Linked DNA regions of Sus scrofa: region 1 is linked to region 2. A link is a contact called in public HiChIP or PLAC-seq data. All regions are on one chromosome and are shown on one strand. Each heading gives the region's core, a stretch centred on a gene start, on an enhancer-like site or on the middle of the called end of the contact. The rest is flanking DNA. Distances are from core to core; before and after follow the strand shown.

What was found. HiChIP or PLAC-seq counts read pairs in DNA pulled down with a chosen protein or histone mark.
Region 1: an H3K27ac HiChIP or PLAC-seq map of skeletal muscle shows a contact between it and region 2. The contact joins two enhancer-like sites. A contact is called at or near these places in 2 of 47 Hi-C or Micro-C datasets (liver and skeletal muscle) and 1 of 2 datasets of contacts at active chromatin or transcription factors (skeletal muscle).

The regions. Positions count from the first base shown.
Region 1 is chr6:70,197,632-70,201,691 of Sscrofa11.1, forward strand. The region is part of intron 3 of CTNNBIP1 (beta-catenin-interacting protein 1); the gene reads right to left. Among named protein-coding and RNA genes, the nearest start is that of CLSTN1, 34 kb to the left of the region's middle. Within about 2 kb of position 2,065, at least 14 of the 83 cell types and tissues checked have an H3K27ac peak or open chromatin away from gene starts, as enhancers often do. A contact at or near this core is called in skeletal muscle, where this site is marked.
Region 2 is chr6:70,118,410-70,122,588 of Sscrofa11.1, forward strand. The region is part of intron 2 of CLSTN1 (calsyntenin-1); the gene reads right to left. Among named protein-coding and RNA genes, the nearest start is that of CLSTN1, 45 kb to the right of the region's middle. Within about 2 kb of position 2,587, at least 8 of the 83 cell types and tissues checked have an H3K27ac peak or open chromatin away from gene starts, as enhancers often do. A contact at or near this core is called in skeletal muscle, where this site is marked.

The DNA.
Region 1 (4,060 bases), core at 815-3,314, 79 kb after region 2:
TCATGGCAATGCCAGATCCTTAACCCAATGAGCAGGACCAGGGACTGAAGCTGCATTCTCATGAAAACTAGTTGGATTCTTAACCGACTGAGCCACAACGGGAACTCCTCCAGGGACTTCTTTCAAATGCAGGTTCCCAGGCTCTCCCGGCAGCCTCTCTAATCATCAGGGGTGGGATGGATGATGTGCCCTGGTGCCTGCATTTTGGCACGTGCTCTCTGTAATTTAGGTGTGGTCTGTGGCCTGCACTCCAAGAACTCGATGCTACACATGGTCCCCACCCCTGAGCTGCTGTCCCTTCTCAGCCAGCATTCTGAAAGCAGCATCATTCCTGCCCCTGAGTCCTCACCGCCCATTTAATCCCTGGCCCCCAGCTATCTGCCTCCAGCCAGGATCCACAGACACCGACAGGGAAAAGTCACCACTGACTTTATTATTATTATTATTTGTCTTTTTTAGGGCCACACCCATGGCACATGGAAGTTCCTAGGCTAGGGGCTGAATCGGCCTACCCCACAGCCATGGCAACGCAGCATCCAAGCTGCATCTGTGACCTACACCACAGCTCACGCCAACTCCAGATCCTTAACCCACTGAGCGAGGCCAGGGATAGAACCCGCGTCCTCATGGATACTAGTTGGGTTTGTTACCACTGAGCCACGACGCACCTAAAGTTCTTTACGTGTCCGTTCCCGTGTCCGTCCTGCTGGGCCAGCAGCTCGAGGTTGGGGGCTGTCAGATCAACGGCCTGGTATGAGCAGGACTGTGCCATCGCTGGCCTGAGCGGCCCCTGATGCTCTTCTCTGGGAGAGTGGTCTGCCTCTGCCGGGGTGTTGGGAGGTGGGTGCAGAGGTGCGCAAGGGCTTGGAGGCCCCTGCTCTCAGCTCAACAGGACAGGACCCATCACGCCAAGGCGGGTGAAGGCAGCCAGGCGCAGGCCAGAACCAGATGCTGTAAGGAGCGGCCAGCTCTGCTCTTCAGCCCCACCCTCACCTTTTCTTGGGGTTGTTTTTTGTTTGCTTGTTTGTTTCTTTTTTGGCCATGCCCTAGGGATGCGGAGGTTCCCAGGCTAGGGACTAAAACTACACCACAGCACTGAACCGAACTACAGCCGCGACAACACCAGGTCCTTAACCCACTGAACCACTGGGGGAGCTCCTGGATGCTTTTTTCTTTTTCTGTGATGCAGGTTCTCACATACCAAGTCCTTCTGGTTGAGTTTTCAGTTGGATTCAACGTATATGAGATTTTTTTTGGTCCAATGTTACTATCACTAGGTTCCAGGGAATTCTCATGGAAGTGTTGATTAACGTTAAAAATGATTAGCTTCCCATCCCACCGGGTGAATTCTCCCGGGGCCTGACTGTAATTTCAGTCCAGAGCTGGTGATCACCTGGCACCTCTGAGAGAAGCCTCGGAGCCGCACGTGGGCAGAGGGGCTCTCAGAACCCCTGGCAGCCGGTCCCCACACAGAGGGAGCCTCGGAGGTCTCCAAAGGACCCGACAGACCCCTGCTCTGTGCCACAGCTGGACCATGGCCAAATGCGAGACGGCACACACAGCAGAGCCCAGCCCAGCGGGGCTCCTGACATGATGTGGACAGATCCGCAGGCAGTTCTAGAACGAGAAGAGGAAGCCGGGCCGACCCGGGTGGGCACAGAGGGTGGCATGGAGGCAGTGAAAGGGCAGGGGCCAGAGGCATGGGCGAGCATTCCAGGAAGAAGGCCAGCTCGTGCCAGCACCCCGACCCACAGGCCGCTGAGAGGGTCAAGCAGGGTGATGAGCAGAGGGGGGAGCCTGCTGGGTCTCTGGAAGTGTCTGCAACGGGTGGCCTTCCCCTTGGCCGCTGGCTCCATGCTGGGTTGCCCAAGACCACAGCTATTTTAACAAGGTCTGTGGTGTAACCCTGAGACCAAATGACCTATTTTAGGCTCTCTGGCAGCAGCAGAGCCTGAGCCGGCAGCCTTGGCTTCCGAGGGGGAAAGCCGGCAGAGCCCTGGGACCGCCCAGCTGGCTCAGGCCGGGGACCTTCCCTGGAAAGTCTCGCCAAGCAAGAGTGTGATCAGAGGCTGGAACAGGCCTGAGGAGCCCCCGTGCCAGCACTGCCGCTCCAGGGCCAAGAAGCAGGGAAGAGAAAGGACGAGGGCTTCCTTAATGAAATGGGCCACGTCTAGACGGGGTCCCTTGCGCCCCGGGATGGCTGGCCCAGGGTCTATACCAGTCACAGCATGAGGGTGGCATTTCCACGGGAGACCGGCCACACAGAGGCCTTTGCCAAGGGCACTGGGGACCTGGAACTGGCCCTTGCAGGGCGTCTGTCCTCTGTGCGGAGCTGGGGCAGGGAGAGACCGGAGCTCAAAGGCGACTAGCACGTTCAAAGGCGCCTGGAGGTGAAGACCCAGAATAACAAGGCAGCAGAAAACCCTTCCAGTGTTTCGTGCCCTCCTGGCACGCTGTGCCGATTGCCTATGTGACGCCTGCTCCTCAGCTAGAACGCTGTTCTGCTTAGAAACGCACATGGCCCGTAAGCCTCTCCTGGACGTTCTCTGCTGGCCACACCCTGGACCTGCATGACCTGTTCCATGGCCTTGAACCTGTCACTGCCCGGGCCAGTTTTCTACTCGTGAAAGTGGGCCTGGGACAGCTCCTGCCTGATTCCCTGGGCTAATGTTATGTGCCACTTGACATGGAACCTGGAAGAAACTCAGTCAATGTTTGCTGTTATAATTAACAGCAAACATGAGAAACCAATGTCCAACAGTAAAAAGCGGATAAAAAAAAAAAAAATGAGGGCACACTGGAGTTCTCTTGTGGCACAGAGGGCTGGGGACTTGGCATTGGCACTGCAGCGGCTCAGGCCCAGATTCAGTCTCTGCCCTCATATGTCACAGGAGCAGCCATAGCATTTTTTTTTTTAAAAGGATATTAAAATGTTACACTGTATGGTCTCAACTTTATAATAGAAATACGTAAGTATTCAAGGGCTGCTGGGAAATTAACAGAAGATAGGAGTTTCTGTCGTGGCTCATTGGTTAACGAAACTGACTACCATCCATGAGGACGCAGGTTTGATCCCTGGCCTCGCTCAGTGGCTTAAGGATCCGGCATTGCCACGAGCTGTGTGAGGTGTAGGTTGCAGACGCAGCTCAGATCCCGTGTTGCTGTGACTGTGGTGTAGGCCAGCGGCTACAGCTCCGATTGGACCCCTAGCCTGGGAACCTTCATATACTGTGGGTGTGGCCCTAAAAAGACAAAAAAAAAAAAAAAAAAAGAAAGAAAAGCAATTAACACAAGGTAACAGTTACTCCAACTATGAGATAGGAATCTCTAAGCTCTTCTGCTGTTTCTAATCTTTCCCAATGACTTTCTTCTTCTTCTTCTTCTTCTTTTTTTTTTCTTTTTCTTGTTTTTTGGCTGCATCCACAGCATATGGAATTCCTGGGCCAGGGATTGAATCTGAGCCTCGGCTGAGGCCTGCACCACAGCTGCAGCAACACTGGATCCTTTAACCCACTGCGCCACAGCAGGAACAGCTAATCCTCCCCAGCGACTTTCCACAATGACTATGCATCCTTTTGTAGCCAGGAAAAATGATCGATATATGTCATGGACAGAAGAGCACTGAGGACAAGAAAGGGATGAGCTCAGCATTCTGTTCAGCCTGCTCTCCTCCCTGGAGCCTACAGCTGGGCCTTCTCAGCGAGGCGACCTTTCCAGAGAAGTATTGACTTCCTCTGGTTCAAAGTCAGTCCTGCCAGGCTGTCAGGTCGGCTTGGCCACCCTGGGGACCAGGAGACAGCACTCAGAGAACTGGCTCCACGTTCCTGCCTTTCCGGAGGACTGTGGGCTCCGAGGCCCAGAGCCCCGTCCATTCATTTACCCAAGGCCACGCCAGGGCCGGGGGCCCAGCCCCACAAATACAGAGGGAAGCCACAGTCTTAAGTTCAAGGAGCTCAGGGTGGGTCAGGAGATGGGCCAGGAGATGGTGTGAGGAGTAGCACAGCCGAGGCACACGCGTGTGGAAGAGATCACAGGAGGGTCTGGCCATGCCTGTGGGAGG
Region 2 (4,179 bases), core at 1,337-3,836:
GCAATACAGGTTGCAGACACAGCCTGGATCCCGAGTTGCTGTGGCTGTGATGTAGGCCGGTGGCTATGGCTCTGATTCGACCCCTAGCCTGCAAACCTCTACAGGCTGCAGATGCAGCCCTAAAAAGAAAAAAAAAAAAAAAAAAAAGAGGCAGGAGTAACCCCTCGGTTTTCAGCTGACACTGTCATTTAGGGAACTAACAGCAGATAAAAGCGGCAAAGACTTGAGAGAAGGTGACGGGGTCAGGTGTTTGGTTTGTTTATCCCTGACTTCTTGCTTGTTTGTTGCTGGAGGATCTTAAAAGCCAGATGTTAATCTGTTTCACCCACACAAAACTCACTGGATACAGGTAACGACCTTTTATACTGTATCATGTGGCCAATGAAACTCACAATAATTCTTTTTTTTTTTTTTTTTTTTTTTTGTCTTTTTAGGGCCATACCTGTGGCACACGGAGGTTCTCAGGCTAGGGGTCTAATAGGAGCGACAGCTGCTGGCCTACACTAGAGCCACAGCCACTCCAGATCTGAGCTGCGTCTGTGACCTACACCACAGCTCATGGCAACGCAGGATCCTTAACCTACTGAGCAAGGCCAGGGATCGCACCTGCCACCTCATGGTTCCTAGTCGGATTCGTTTCGACTGCGCCACGATGGGAACTCCAACAATAATTCTTCAGATGTTTTCACAGTGAATATCCTACTGCCTCTGAAATTACACTCAGTTTAGGATCTTCCTCCTCCAAACCAGGCACCCATTTCTTTAACATTCAGTCTCCCAGGAGCTGATTTTTCTAAGCTTTTAAAGTTGTCATTGATTTATACCCGGATGTCCCCTTCTACTAGTGACACACATGTGATAATTACAGACATGTGGTTACACAGCAGTTACACGTATGTGGAGCTACACCACAGTGGCAACAAAGAAAGAGCACCTCTGCCTGCAGTTTGCCCTCCTAGACACAGTCTTCCCTTGACTCGGCAAGGAAGGACCTCTCAGCTCAGACGATGCGCCATCGCTCCGCCACACGAGTCTGCTCTCGCCACGTCTGAAAGGCCCCACCAGGTTCCCCCGCAACCTCTCCAGCTCTGCTTGCCTCGGGATGGACCAAACCTTTCCCCCTCTCTCTCCACTCTTCATTTCCCTCGGATCACCTAAGTACTCAAAAGGAACTTTCCAAAAGATTTTTTTCGGAGTTCCCTGGTAGGATAGTGGGTTAAGGATTCGGCACTGTCACTGCAGCAGCTCGGGTCACAGCTGTAGCTTGGCTTTGATCCCAGACTGGGGAACTTCCATGTGCCACAAGCACAGCCAAAAAAAAAAAAAAAAGATGTTTTTAAAAAGCAAAACATAAAAATATAACAAGGAACGAACCCAGCAAAGTATAGACCTGACTTCCCGATGTCCAGCTGCACCAGAGTTCTCGGCTGAGAGTGTCTGGCCCTCATTGCCCCCTCTGTCCCCTGGCTGCCGGCTGGCTTGGCATTCTTTCTGTCTTCTTCCAAATCTGAGTTTGGTCACAAACTCTTCCCCAGATGAGAGGGGTGTCTCCAAGGCTCAGGCGTGGTCCTGTCCTCGTACCGCACCCCTAGGGAGGTCACCAGCAACCCCTCCAACACTTGAGGGTCCCTCAGGCAAAAGGGACTTCATTGAAGAGCCACCGGGAACTCCCAGAATTGACTGCAGGCCAGAGAAAGGGACTTGGAGACGGTGAGAAACCAAGGCAGCTCGAGAGACCAGCAAGGGAGGAGCCACCGGAGTCCCCGGGCAAAAGGGCCTGGACAGAAGGCATGCGACCACAGCTGGTATCAGCACCTCTGTCCACATTCCAGGAGGGAGCATCTGGTCAGCCTGGCGCGGGTGGTGCGTGCGCTCCGCTGGAGACCCACCAATATGGACCCAGTGGGATAGAGGCCAGGGGCTGTTAGGCGACCGTGGCCATCTCCTGAGCAGCAAGCGTCCACGACAAAGGGCCCTGTGGACCCACTTCCTTCTCCCTGACGTGGCACTCCTGCCCACAGAGGGACATCCAGGCTGACCCTTATTTACAGTGACTTCGACTTCCTTGCCCACGGGTCTAGGCTGGTTTCTGGAACAAGTTCATGTGTGGCTCTAATCACAACAGTTTTTTGAGATGCCTTAAATATCCAGCAACAAAAAGCACACACCCTGACAGCCCAGGCATCCCCTCCAAGCCGACGACCGCAATGGCTCGCAAATGTCGGTGTGCCAAGAACTGCTTGAGAAGCTTGCTGAACATGCCGTCTGCCAAGCCCATTCCCAGAAATCCTCACTCAGCAGCTCTGGGGCAGAGCCTAATAGTCTGAGTTTTGAACAAGCCCTGCCAGGTAGCTCTGATGCATTTGGGCTGCGGCCTGCGTTAGAGAAACTGGCCCGTCAGTGGTTTCCAAGCCTCAGGGGCTGGCTGCAGGTGTCTTCAGCTGTACTCCTGGAAGCACAGACGCAAACAGCAAAGAGAGGAACCCAGGAACTGGCACACAATGGATGGGCCCCAGAACCATCTGGACACAGTGCTGGAAAACCATGAGGTGACGTCCCGTCCATTCAGCCTGGCAACAGACGAGCCATGCGCGGGAGCCGACTTTGGACCCTCCGGAGCCTCTGCCCTGTTGGCCCTCCTCCTCTCATTGGCATCTCCCATCCTGAGCGGGAACTGGGTGGAGCCTGCCTCGGGCAATCACCTCCTGCCTTCTTCCACCCCCACCACCTGCCACGTTCAGCTGGCCCTGAACTACACAAGTCCTGGTACCCCAGCTGCCTCTGCCAGTGCTGGCTTCGCCTCCCCACCTGGAGGATCAGTGCTTTGAGAACAGGGACCAACGTTTATGTGCTGCATTCTCTGGAAGACCTAGAAAAGCTACGGAATATTTAGCGATTACTGATCTCAAACCTTTCCTGACAGCAAAGGCCTCTAACCTGAGCTCACTCTAGGCAGTCACTGTCAGCAGGACGTTTCTGTCCTGACATCTGATCCTTACTTATTTAAAACTGCTATTCAACTACTGCCTTAGAGGAGGCTGAATCACATGGAATTTCTGACATTCCATTTTTTCAGATATTTTGACATCTTCAATGTACAAAAATGGCAAATTCATGCCGCCTAACCTGATACATCCAACTCATTGCTGCAAACACAACACCCACCCAAGTGCACACGCTGAAAAAGCAAAACTGGGCGGAGATGTGTGGTAGTGAACCTGGTCAGCCATCCTCAGGGCTGTGAGTCCCATAACCTACAAAGAATATGGAGAAAAATAGCACAGATCTGAGTTGTGCCATTAAATACCTAAGGAAATATCAATATCAAAAGGAAGTTCCCGGAGTTCCCGTAGTGGCTCAGTGGTTAGCAAATCCAACTAGGAACCACGAGGTTGCGCGTTTGATCCCTGGTCTCACTTAGAGGGTTAAGGATTCAGCGTTGCCGTGAACTGTGGTGTAGGCCGGCAGCTGGCAGCTACAGCCCCAATTGGACCCCTAGCCTGGGAACCTCCATATGCTGCAGGTGCGGGCCTAGAAAAGACAAAAAAAAAAAAAAAAGTAAGTTCCCGTTCTTGCCCTGAAATTTCTTTGGGATTCTATTCTTATCATATGTGTTTAATCTTATAAAATACTGGGACTCATTCTGGGAAGGCAGGGAAAAGAATGCTTCTGGAACCACCTACTAAAGGGAAGAGCTTCAAAAAAGTGGGGGAGGGGTGGGGGGTGCTGAGCTTGTGATACAGGCAAGACTTCGTTTTCTTAGCTTCGCTCTGAGAAAGCAGCCTGGGCCAGCTCCTGTGCGTCCCACAGAAATGTCTGATGAGTGACAATGCAGAGCACACTTTGGTGACCAGGCTTCCCACAGGACATGGGTATTTATTCGGAGCTCGGATGAGCGATCTCCGGTGGGGGCCCACATGCACGTCCTGGGATGGGCTAAGACGGTGAACCAGGACGCTTACGATGTTGTAAGAACTGCACTGGAGGCAGACTGTCTGGCTTAAAGGCAGCCCTACCGTCTGTGCACTCTGTGATCTTGGGCGAACTCATTTGCTCCTTCTACAAATATTTTTGGAGCAGCGATTGGCCCCAGACGCCAGATTAGGGACTGGGAATTAAGTGGAGAGCAGGGCAGTTAAGCTGCTGAGCCTCCGTTTCCTCATCTGGAAAATGGGGATG